2 separate regions of the Triticum aestivum genome follow, and region 1 is linked to region 2. The links are chromatin contacts, called in public Hi-C maps. All regions are on one chromosome and are shown on one strand. The core of a region is the stretch at or near the end of the contact, and the rest is flanking DNA. Distances in the headings are between cores, read along the strand shown. Region 1 holds the start of LOC123097778 (asparagine synthetase [glutamine-hydrolyzing] 1). Region 2 has its middle 27 kb from the start of LOC123096952.

The links. A called contact is a pair of places that touch in the nucleus more often than the background predicts.
Region 1: a Hi-C map of leaf shows a contact between it and region 2, with 4 times the contacts expected there. The contact joins the promoter of LOC123097778 here to the enhancer-like site in region 2. A contact is called at or near these places in 2 of 5 Hi-C or Micro-C datasets (both in leaf).

The regions. Positions count from the first base shown.
Region 1 is chr4D:338,920,444-338,924,997 of IWGSC CS RefSeq v2.1, reverse strand. LOC123097778 (asparagine synthetase [glutamine-hydrolyzing] 1) reads right to left here and starts at 1,810. Exons shown (of 12, transcript XM_044519602.1): 1 at 1,641-1,810; 2 at 1,079-1,217; 3 at 858-956; 4 at 596-737; 5 at 320-510; 6 at 38-199. The coding sequence starts at 1,720.
Region 2 is chr4D:338,546,093-338,550,332 of IWGSC CS RefSeq v2.1, reverse strand. No RefSeq gene overlaps it. Among protein-coding and RNA genes, the nearest start is that of LOC123096952, 27 kb to the left of the region's middle. Within about 2 kb of position 1,707, at least 1 of the 8 cell types and tissues checked has an H3K27ac peak or open chromatin away from gene starts, as enhancers often do. A contact at or near this core is called in leaf, where this site is marked.

The DNA.
Region 1 (4,554 bases), core at 561-3,060, 370 kb before region 2:
AGTAGGAGAAGACAGAAACATGTGAAGAAAAATAAACCTCTAGGCCGACGACAAAGGAGTGGAGCTCAGTTCCAAACTTCTTGGCGGCTTCAGTCTCGATGAGATGGCGCTTGGTCACCGAGGCGACGAGAGAGGAGTCGAGGCCGCCGGAGAGGAGGACGCCGAAGGGCACGTCAGTCATGAGCCTCTTGATGACGGCCTATACAAAACAAAACAGCACACATGGGCGACTCCACTGTCAGTCACCGTCACACTACCTACCGTACACAGAAGCAAGTATCACGTGGTGCTACGGTCAGCGTGGTGGTATGCTATGCACCTTCTCGAACGCCTCCCTGAGGACGAGGGGCTGGTACGCCGTCGCCGGGACGTGCTCGGCGAACCACTGCGGGTTGTACCACCGCCGGAACCCGCCGGCGGCGCTCGAGTACAGGTTCCCCGGAGGGAAGAGCTCGAACTTTGGGCAGTCCTCGTGGAGCGCCTTCATCTCAGACGCAATCCAGACGGAGCCTGCGAGAGCACACCAGACAAATAAGTCGCAGTCCAGACGTGATGAATCTGTGGTGACAGAAGCTGGCGGGGTTGACGTGCGTACCGTCGCTGCCCCGGCCGAAGTAGAGGGGGTTGACGCCCACGGCGTCGCGGGCGGCCATGTACGTCTTGTTGCGGGTGTCGTACAGTACGAAGGAGAAGACGCCGTCCAGCATGTTGACGAAGTTCTCGCCGTACTCCTCATACTTGAGACAGCAGCAGGAGCAGGGGTGGTCGGCGTCAGTATTCAGTTTTGTTCTTTTGCTCATTTCATTGCAATTGCGAAGCTAATTTCGGCAGCTCGGAACCGAAACGATCTCGCTTACCAGAGGGATGATAACCTCGCAGTCGCTGCCGGTGGTGAAGGTGTGCTTGGCGGCGAACTGCTTGCGGATCTTCTTGTGGTTGTAGATCTCTCCATTGGCCTTTTCATCAACAACAGCAACCAACAGTTAGAAAACGATAGGCGATGGAGAACAAGCAGTCTACTTGCAGGACGTGGCAAACACACCACGCGCACAAAGCAACAGCGCACATATATGCATACCACGACGACGACGGTCCGGTCCTCGTTGTAGAGGGGCTGGTCGCCGGAGAGCGGGGAGACGACGGAGAGCCGCTGCTGCGCCAGGAAGTTGCCCTCGCACTGGAACAGCCCGGACCAGTCCGGCCCACGGTGCTTCAGCCTGCAAAATCATACCGAGTCAAAATCCACAAGCCGTGCCACGAACAGAGCAATCAAATAACAGTAAGCGCAGGGAGCTTAGGCTTAACGAAGAGGAAGATTCCGGTGTTGTTTTTCCAGATCTGCCCTTACTGTTCGATTCTTTCCGGGCTCATATCATATGCAACAAAACGACGAGAAAGGCTAACGAGGACAAAACAGAAACAAGAACGGAAAACAAAAAAAAAAGTGTTGGACGATCCTGTTTTAGTTCTTTCCGGCAAGGTATCTATGTATGTACACATATATCAACGACATTTTGTTTTACGATCCACACAAGAACCTCAAGATTATGCCGACGATACGGGCGGCCATTAGAATTTAGAACCGGGCGCTAGGGATTTGAAGGGGGGAGGTGCATGGATAGTGCAGGACAGGTGCTTGCCTGCGGGAGCAGGAGAGGACGCGAGCCCTCTTGGCCTGCGACCAGTCGGCGCAGCCGAGGACGGCCAAAATCCCACACATGGTGGACGCGGCGACGGACGACGCGGGTTTCGGGGGTGGATGAGGTTGGAGAAGAAGGAGAGAGTGAATGATGCTCGTGTTGAGAGGTGATGCGGGAATTAGCGGATGCGCGCGCCGTATTTATAGCCGATCCGCGCGGCTCCGGGGCCTCGCGTCTGCGACCGGGGAGCTCTCCCACCCTCGCTGCGGGGACACGTGGCGGGTGTCGGTTGGGAGGGTTCCGTGCGCGGCGGGAGTTTATCCCCTCCGGATGCAGCGTCGTCCAGTCAGCGTGGGCCCCGCCGCCCGCGTCAGCGCCGGGCGGTGCCGTCGGATCTACGATCCACGGCGGCAGAGAGGGCTGGGGGTGGGCCCGGGAGGCCGGATTCATCAACGGCCGGCTGTGCTTCGCTGCGATGCCTCCTCCTGGTTTAGGTTTTTTTTCCTCGTGTGATGGATGATGCAAACAACGCCATTATTGAGATTTGGGAGCATCTTGGATGTGATTAACATATTCAGGGATGTTCATTTCTATTTCTGAACGAGGACGCTTTCTCATGCTGCCAAGGTTCGATGAATCCGCCCCTTGTTTTTCTTTTCCTTTCACTCCTAGCATCTTTGATTTCTACTGTGATTACTGAAGCTATAATGCCTATATTTGGAAACCAGTTTCCAAAAAATGTTACTACTATCAATATGGTGACTAATTGTGCTAACTATTGTACTTTATTATTACTCCATAGTTCAGTTTATTTCCTTATTTAGGATCACTGACATTTTTATCTTAGAACTATAAGCTTTTTTACCTTAAACCACAGAAAGAAACTGTTCACTAAATGTAAGAAAAAAGAGTTCTAATTCTCTCTCAATTAAAAACTAAAATAGTTCTTCGGCGCTGCCCGTGGTTTTGGTGCAGCAACAAAACATGGGCACGGAGCGGTTGGTGTCGTTGCAACTGGTGGCCCGCTCAACGGCTCTCCCACAGAGCAAGGGGAGTGGAGCGGCAATCCAAAGAGTGACAGAGCCCACGATTACCCGTCAGCTAATGGACGAGAGGACAACATGTTTGAGCGCTTTGGTGGTGGAGCCCGTAGACACCTTTGGTGGGCCTGCTCCCGCGCCGATGGAGATCCCAGGTGGGGTCCTGCCCAATGGGGTGGAGCCAGCTTCGAATCCTGCGCGGATGGCAAAGTTGCAGCCGCCTCCGCTCCCGTGTGACGTGGTCCCAGGAAGGATCCTGTCTGCGGGGCCGGCGGGCCAGACTTGTAATCCCAGGGGCAGTGAGGTAGCATTGGAGGATAGGCTATTGGTGGGGCCCCAGGAAAATGACAATGTCTTTGGCACAACCACGGGGCCGGATCCCGCAGTTGGTGTCGAGAATAATGCGATTGCTGCCCATGCACGGGCACGGAGGCCAATGCAGGCGTCAAGGAGGAGCAATCATCGATGCCATCGGGTGGGACCCTTGATGGGAATCATGCACATGACCCCTGCATGGAGGCATGCACGTACAATCAGGCACGCGCGGCGCCTTCAAATCCAGACTCGCTTAATCTGTCCCCAGCGCCCTTAACGTCACAGATGAAATGACCCCGCAGGAGATGCTAGCTTACGATCGGCCTAAGGTACTTTGCTCCAGCATCATCTCTAAATTGACGCCGCCACTCATCCACGAGGTGCAAGCCTCCAAGCTTCGAGCTCAGGCGGAACACTTCACGCCAACACGAAACACGAGGGCCGGCGCCGAATGCTTCCAAGGCCACGTCAGCGGAGAACATGCTCCTGCGCGCGCTTGGGATTGGTCAAGGATCTCAAGGAGCTGTTCGATTCCCCACTCAGGGAGCAGCACGTGCGCATTTTTGCTGCAATCTTGGGCAAGTTAATGCCTTCCCGTGGGGAGCTAGAGAGGGGTTGTGTCACCCTGCTATGTGCATGAGATGGCAACTTCTTCTAGTGTCGGGCGTCCATTGTTCTTCATGGATTACAACTCGAAGCTTTTGTGTTGGAATGTGTGTGGGTTAAACAACCTGGCTAAAAGGAAGGGGGTGAGGGAGTTCATAGGCTCAACTAAGGTGAACATGGTGTGTTTGCACGAAAGAAAGGTGGATGTAATTGACCAATTCCTAGTAATGCAATGTCTTGGGCCATCGTTGGATGGCTTCACTTACTTGTCGGCGACGAGACACGTGGGAGGATCCTTTTGGCTTGGGATTCAACTAAAGTTGAGGTGGACATTATCATTCTCGATACTCATAGTATCATCGGGAAAGTGCACACAAGGGAGGGGATTTCCTGGTGGATCACGGTGGTGTACGGGCCTCAAGGAGATGAGGCAAAGATTGCATTCCTCGAAGAGCCGAGGGCAAGGCGCATGGTCTGCCTGGGCCAATGGATGCTTCTGGGACATTTGAACATGATCTTAAGAGCTTCTGACAAGAACAACAATAACCTCAGAAGTAACATCATAAACAAGTTCCGGAGCTTTGTGGATGAACATGAGTTAAAGGAGCTCTATATGCACGGGAGGTGATTCACATGGTTAAATGAGCAGGAGGCTCTAACCTTGACTAAGATCGATCACGTGCTAGTCTCAGTTGATTGGGAGTTGGAACATACAAACAGTTTGCTTCAAGCGCTGTCCTCGGGAATCACAGACCACGCACCTCTCGACAAGCGCGCTATGCTGCGCTAAGAGGCGCTTTTGCTTCGAGCTGTACTGGACAAAGTTGGAAGGTTTTGGGAAAGCTGTCAGGGATGCTTGGATCTATGACGACCATATGGATGATGCAAACAACGACATTATTGGGAGCATCTTCGATATGATTAACATATTTCGGGATGTTCATTTCTATTTC
Region 2 (4,240 bases), core at 458-2,957:
ACGGAGTAGACAATGAGACAGAATAGCGAAGCAGCCCATACTACTTGGAACCTCCAAGGATAGATGCATGTGTCATGGAACAATGATCAAGCTAGCTAACAATGGTCCATACATGTTGGCGGAATGATTGAGATCCCATGTCCTTTATGTCGGGAAGATACTATTGGGTCAAGACGTTATGGTCGTGTTAAAAAAAACATTATGGGGTGCAAATAATACGCTGTCCATCCTTGTGCACACGTTACACGGAACTTTTTTTTAACACACTACATACACACTCATACATGCGCACATACTACATTTCATTTATTTTTTTGAACCAAAGTCCAAATTAAATGTCATTTTTATATTCGTGTTTCTGGTAACAAGGGCTTTCAAATGAGATCCATTTTGAATACATTTTGAAGAGTTTTTAAGATTTCATTAATTTTATCTTTTGAAACTTTGTACAAGCGACTTACAAAATCGTCAGTTTCAGAACCCGCGGCCGACAATAGAAAGTTTTAAGTTTCAACCCTGAACCTTGGTATGAGCGACCGACAATATTGTCGGTAGCTGCAACCGATAGAATCGTAAGTTTTAGAATTGAAAACTTAAAACTTAAAACTTGTTGGCCCTCATGGAGGATCCCACGCTTCGTGAGACAATTGAGTGGTTGGCACGGCTGTGTAGGTTGTGGACGTCCCTTAATTTCTAGGCGATAGGTGTAGAATACAATGGCGGCGGAGGAGAGTGCGGATGTAAAGTAAGGGGGGCAGGGACGAAGTGGAAGAGAATGGGACTGGAGGGAGGATTTAAGTGGGCCAGGGATGTCGGAGTCCTACGTGGCGGTGGTCTAGGCTCTCACAAACCGCACTCCCGGTTTGTTTCCAATTTACGGAAGAAATAACTTCCGGACCGCTCCACAGACCGATACCGGGTCACGTTGGATGGCAAAATGCATTTGGACCACGCGATCCAGACGGATACAGGCGGTTTGAGGGTCGGCCTTGGAGATGCCAGAACCCTCTGCCCTCGGTCTATTTGGAGATTCCGGGGGAAATGGCGCTCAATTGATTCCACGGAGGGCTCATTATCCACAACAGAGTTTGGACGGCTGATAGGCTTCAGAGGAGAGGATGGCCAAATTGTGACAAATGCCCACTCTGCAGTCAGGTGCAAGAATCTGCAGCACACCTGATCTTCAAGTGTCGTTTCTCTGTTCGGATTTGGAATACGGTCTTCTCATGGCTTGGGCTTGCTATCCCCACGGCTCCGTGGCTCCTGTTTGATTCGGTGAAATCTTCGTGGGATGCGGTTCTCTCTGATAATACACTCCCGACGAAGGCCCTATCTTCCCTGTTACTTCTTGTGGGATGACAGATATGGAATGAAAGGAATGCGAGCAAAGCGGCGCCGGTGGCGATTGTCATGCGAGGCATCAAAGAGGAAGTTTCGATTTGGGCCAATGCAGGTGCTAAGCATTTACGTAATGTAATGCCGCGAGAGTAATTGTTTTGCTTTTCCGCCGCTTGGCGATGTCTGTTCTGAAACCTCTCCTTATTAAATGAAAATGGCAAGTCTTTTGCCTTGTTTAAAAAAAAAAAGAGTTTTGCATCCTCTTCTCGCAGTGGCAGATTTCTTCACGTAACCGCACTCCGACCCTGTCCACGCTGACGCGGACTCTACGAATTGTGGCGAACCAACGCTGCCTGCCTCCCTGGCTCGACGAATCGGAGATGCCTGTCCAACTCACGCATCTCCCAATGATTCATATACGCCATTGCGCGTGCACATGCTGCATGTCTGATGCCAACGTGACAGTGACGACAGGGAGCCAAAAAAGAAAGAAACAACGACGACGGTGCGGTCAGTCCTCCCTACAAGTGACCTCCTACTATTGGTTTGCCCATATATGGCGTGCTTAGCATGCTTACAAAGTATACTTAATTACATCTTGTGTGAACTTTCAGCGTAGTACATGTGGTAGTTGGGTTCCCCTACAAAAAGTCTGGTGGTAGCTGCTGGGTGTGTGTGTGTGTGATGTCTTATCTCTTATCTCTTCTCACTCAAATAATGCATCGAACCATTGGAACGAGGAAAATATGCATGCATACGTGTATCATACAAAGCATATCTGGCATCCTACAATTATCAGGGCATCATGATCTATTGACTTGACCAATATTGCTTATTTTCATAAACAAACTCAATAATTGTCTTCCCTGCCTAAAAACAGCTCAATAGTTATCCAAAAGTAAGATCGAGAGTTTTATTTAGGCCTTGTTTGGTTCATAAGTCCTGGGACTTTTTTTAGTCCCAACTTATAGTCTCAAGTCCCTAAAAAGTCCCTATCTGTTTTGTTCCTGTGACTTATAAGTCCCTATAAGATCATATTACAACTATAAGTCCCTATAAGACTCTCCTTGAGAGTCTTATTTCATAAGTCCCAAATGCCCACTTTAAGTCCCTATAAGCCCCTCCTGTTTGGTTTAGATGGGACTTATAGGGACTTTTTTAAGTCCCTAAACCAATAAGTCCCTGAAAACAAACACCCTCTTATTTCCACTGCAATAATGCTATGTAGCATATATCTCAAATGGTCTCTATTTTTTCAAGAAGGATTCTCTCCTATTTTATTTCTAAGAAAAATGTAGAATTCTTCCAGTCAACTTTTTTCCGATAAATAATGTATTTTATTGATTTACAGTGTCGCATCAAGAGAAAACAATTACCATGAGTAGACATCCAGCCTCTGCATGACTAAGATGCAGACAACCAACACCAACACACACGCAAAGAAAAAGAAAAGGCAGAAAATTGCAGAGTTCTTACAGCGATACGAGATTGATGACTAAACAAAGGAAAAAGTCTTAGGGGAAAAGCACATATCTCCACCCATCCTTCTCCAAAAACTAAGAAATGGCTAGAAGTGTTTGGTTTCCAGAAGATCATCACAAAAGCATGATTGCTACCGTACCGCACACGAATTCAGCCACCAACGAAGCAATAATCTAAAGATGCACATATGTTACCTATGCTATAAAGACCATGCATGGCCACCACCTCCGCAAGTCTTCTAGGTTCGATTGCGAGAGCATTCTGCTCATTTTACTTCCGCAGATCCAGGTATCAACACAACAAAAGATTTGGTGTATCATAGAGATGGGGTAATGAGGATAGATCATCTAAGAATGCGTTATATTTCCTGCTATCCATATGCTGACAGATAATAACAGATATCCAATTCCCACTAACTTTCTTCGAGTGGAAGAGGAACATACCGGGAAAGCCATACGTAATGTTAAGCTAGAAGAAAATTGACATGTACATTTCAACTCATTTCAACACATTCCAAATGTACTTAGCAACAATACATCTAAAGAAGAAATGATCAATTAACCGATTCATCTTCGGGGAGTGACCAACACTTTTTATGTTTGTGCTATCTTCTATACGCAAGAGATTGTCTCTAGTAATAAGGGTACTTCATTTTGAGATTAACCAGAAAAATACCTTGATCTTTGGTGGAATAAAAAAATTAGATATGTTGATACTGGCAAAACGGAGTTGTAGATAGAAGGATTTGATGGAGAAACCTTCAGAGGGATTATGGAGTTCATCTTAGCTTAGTGATCACTCACCCAATGGTACCTTAATGTACTAGTAGTTTAAGACGATACTACTCATATACTGGGATATTCTTGTACTCAATATTGTCATTTGGATCTTGTAGTAGGTAAGAAGTTGTGTATCTCGTGAGTTGTGACTGTGGATCTAATTAACCTTTCAAACAAGTTAAAGGGCAAGAGCAACTTTTTGTCATGGTGTGTTCCACTTCGATTCTAGGCGTCCATGCATGAGAAGATGAGCATATGTGATGAGAAAGGGTCAATTGATTGATTCATCTTCGGAACTTATTGGCGATCAGTTTTTATCTTTACGCTATTCTCCCTATGCAAGAGATGTCTCTGTTAAGGGTCTTTATTTTGAGATTAATCAAGAAAAGACCTTGATCTCTGGCGGCAATCACAATTTTTACAAGAAACAATGTGTTGACATAGGCACATTGGAGTTGTAGATGGAAGGATTTGTCAGAGACTCCTTCAGTGGGATTACGAGCCCACTCGAGCACAGTAATGTACTAGTAGTTGAAATGACAATATAACTCTTAAATTTGGATATTCTCGTACTTGGTATCTTCATTTGGATCTTCGATTAAACCACCAAGTCGTTCGTCTCGTTACGGTTGATCTAACCT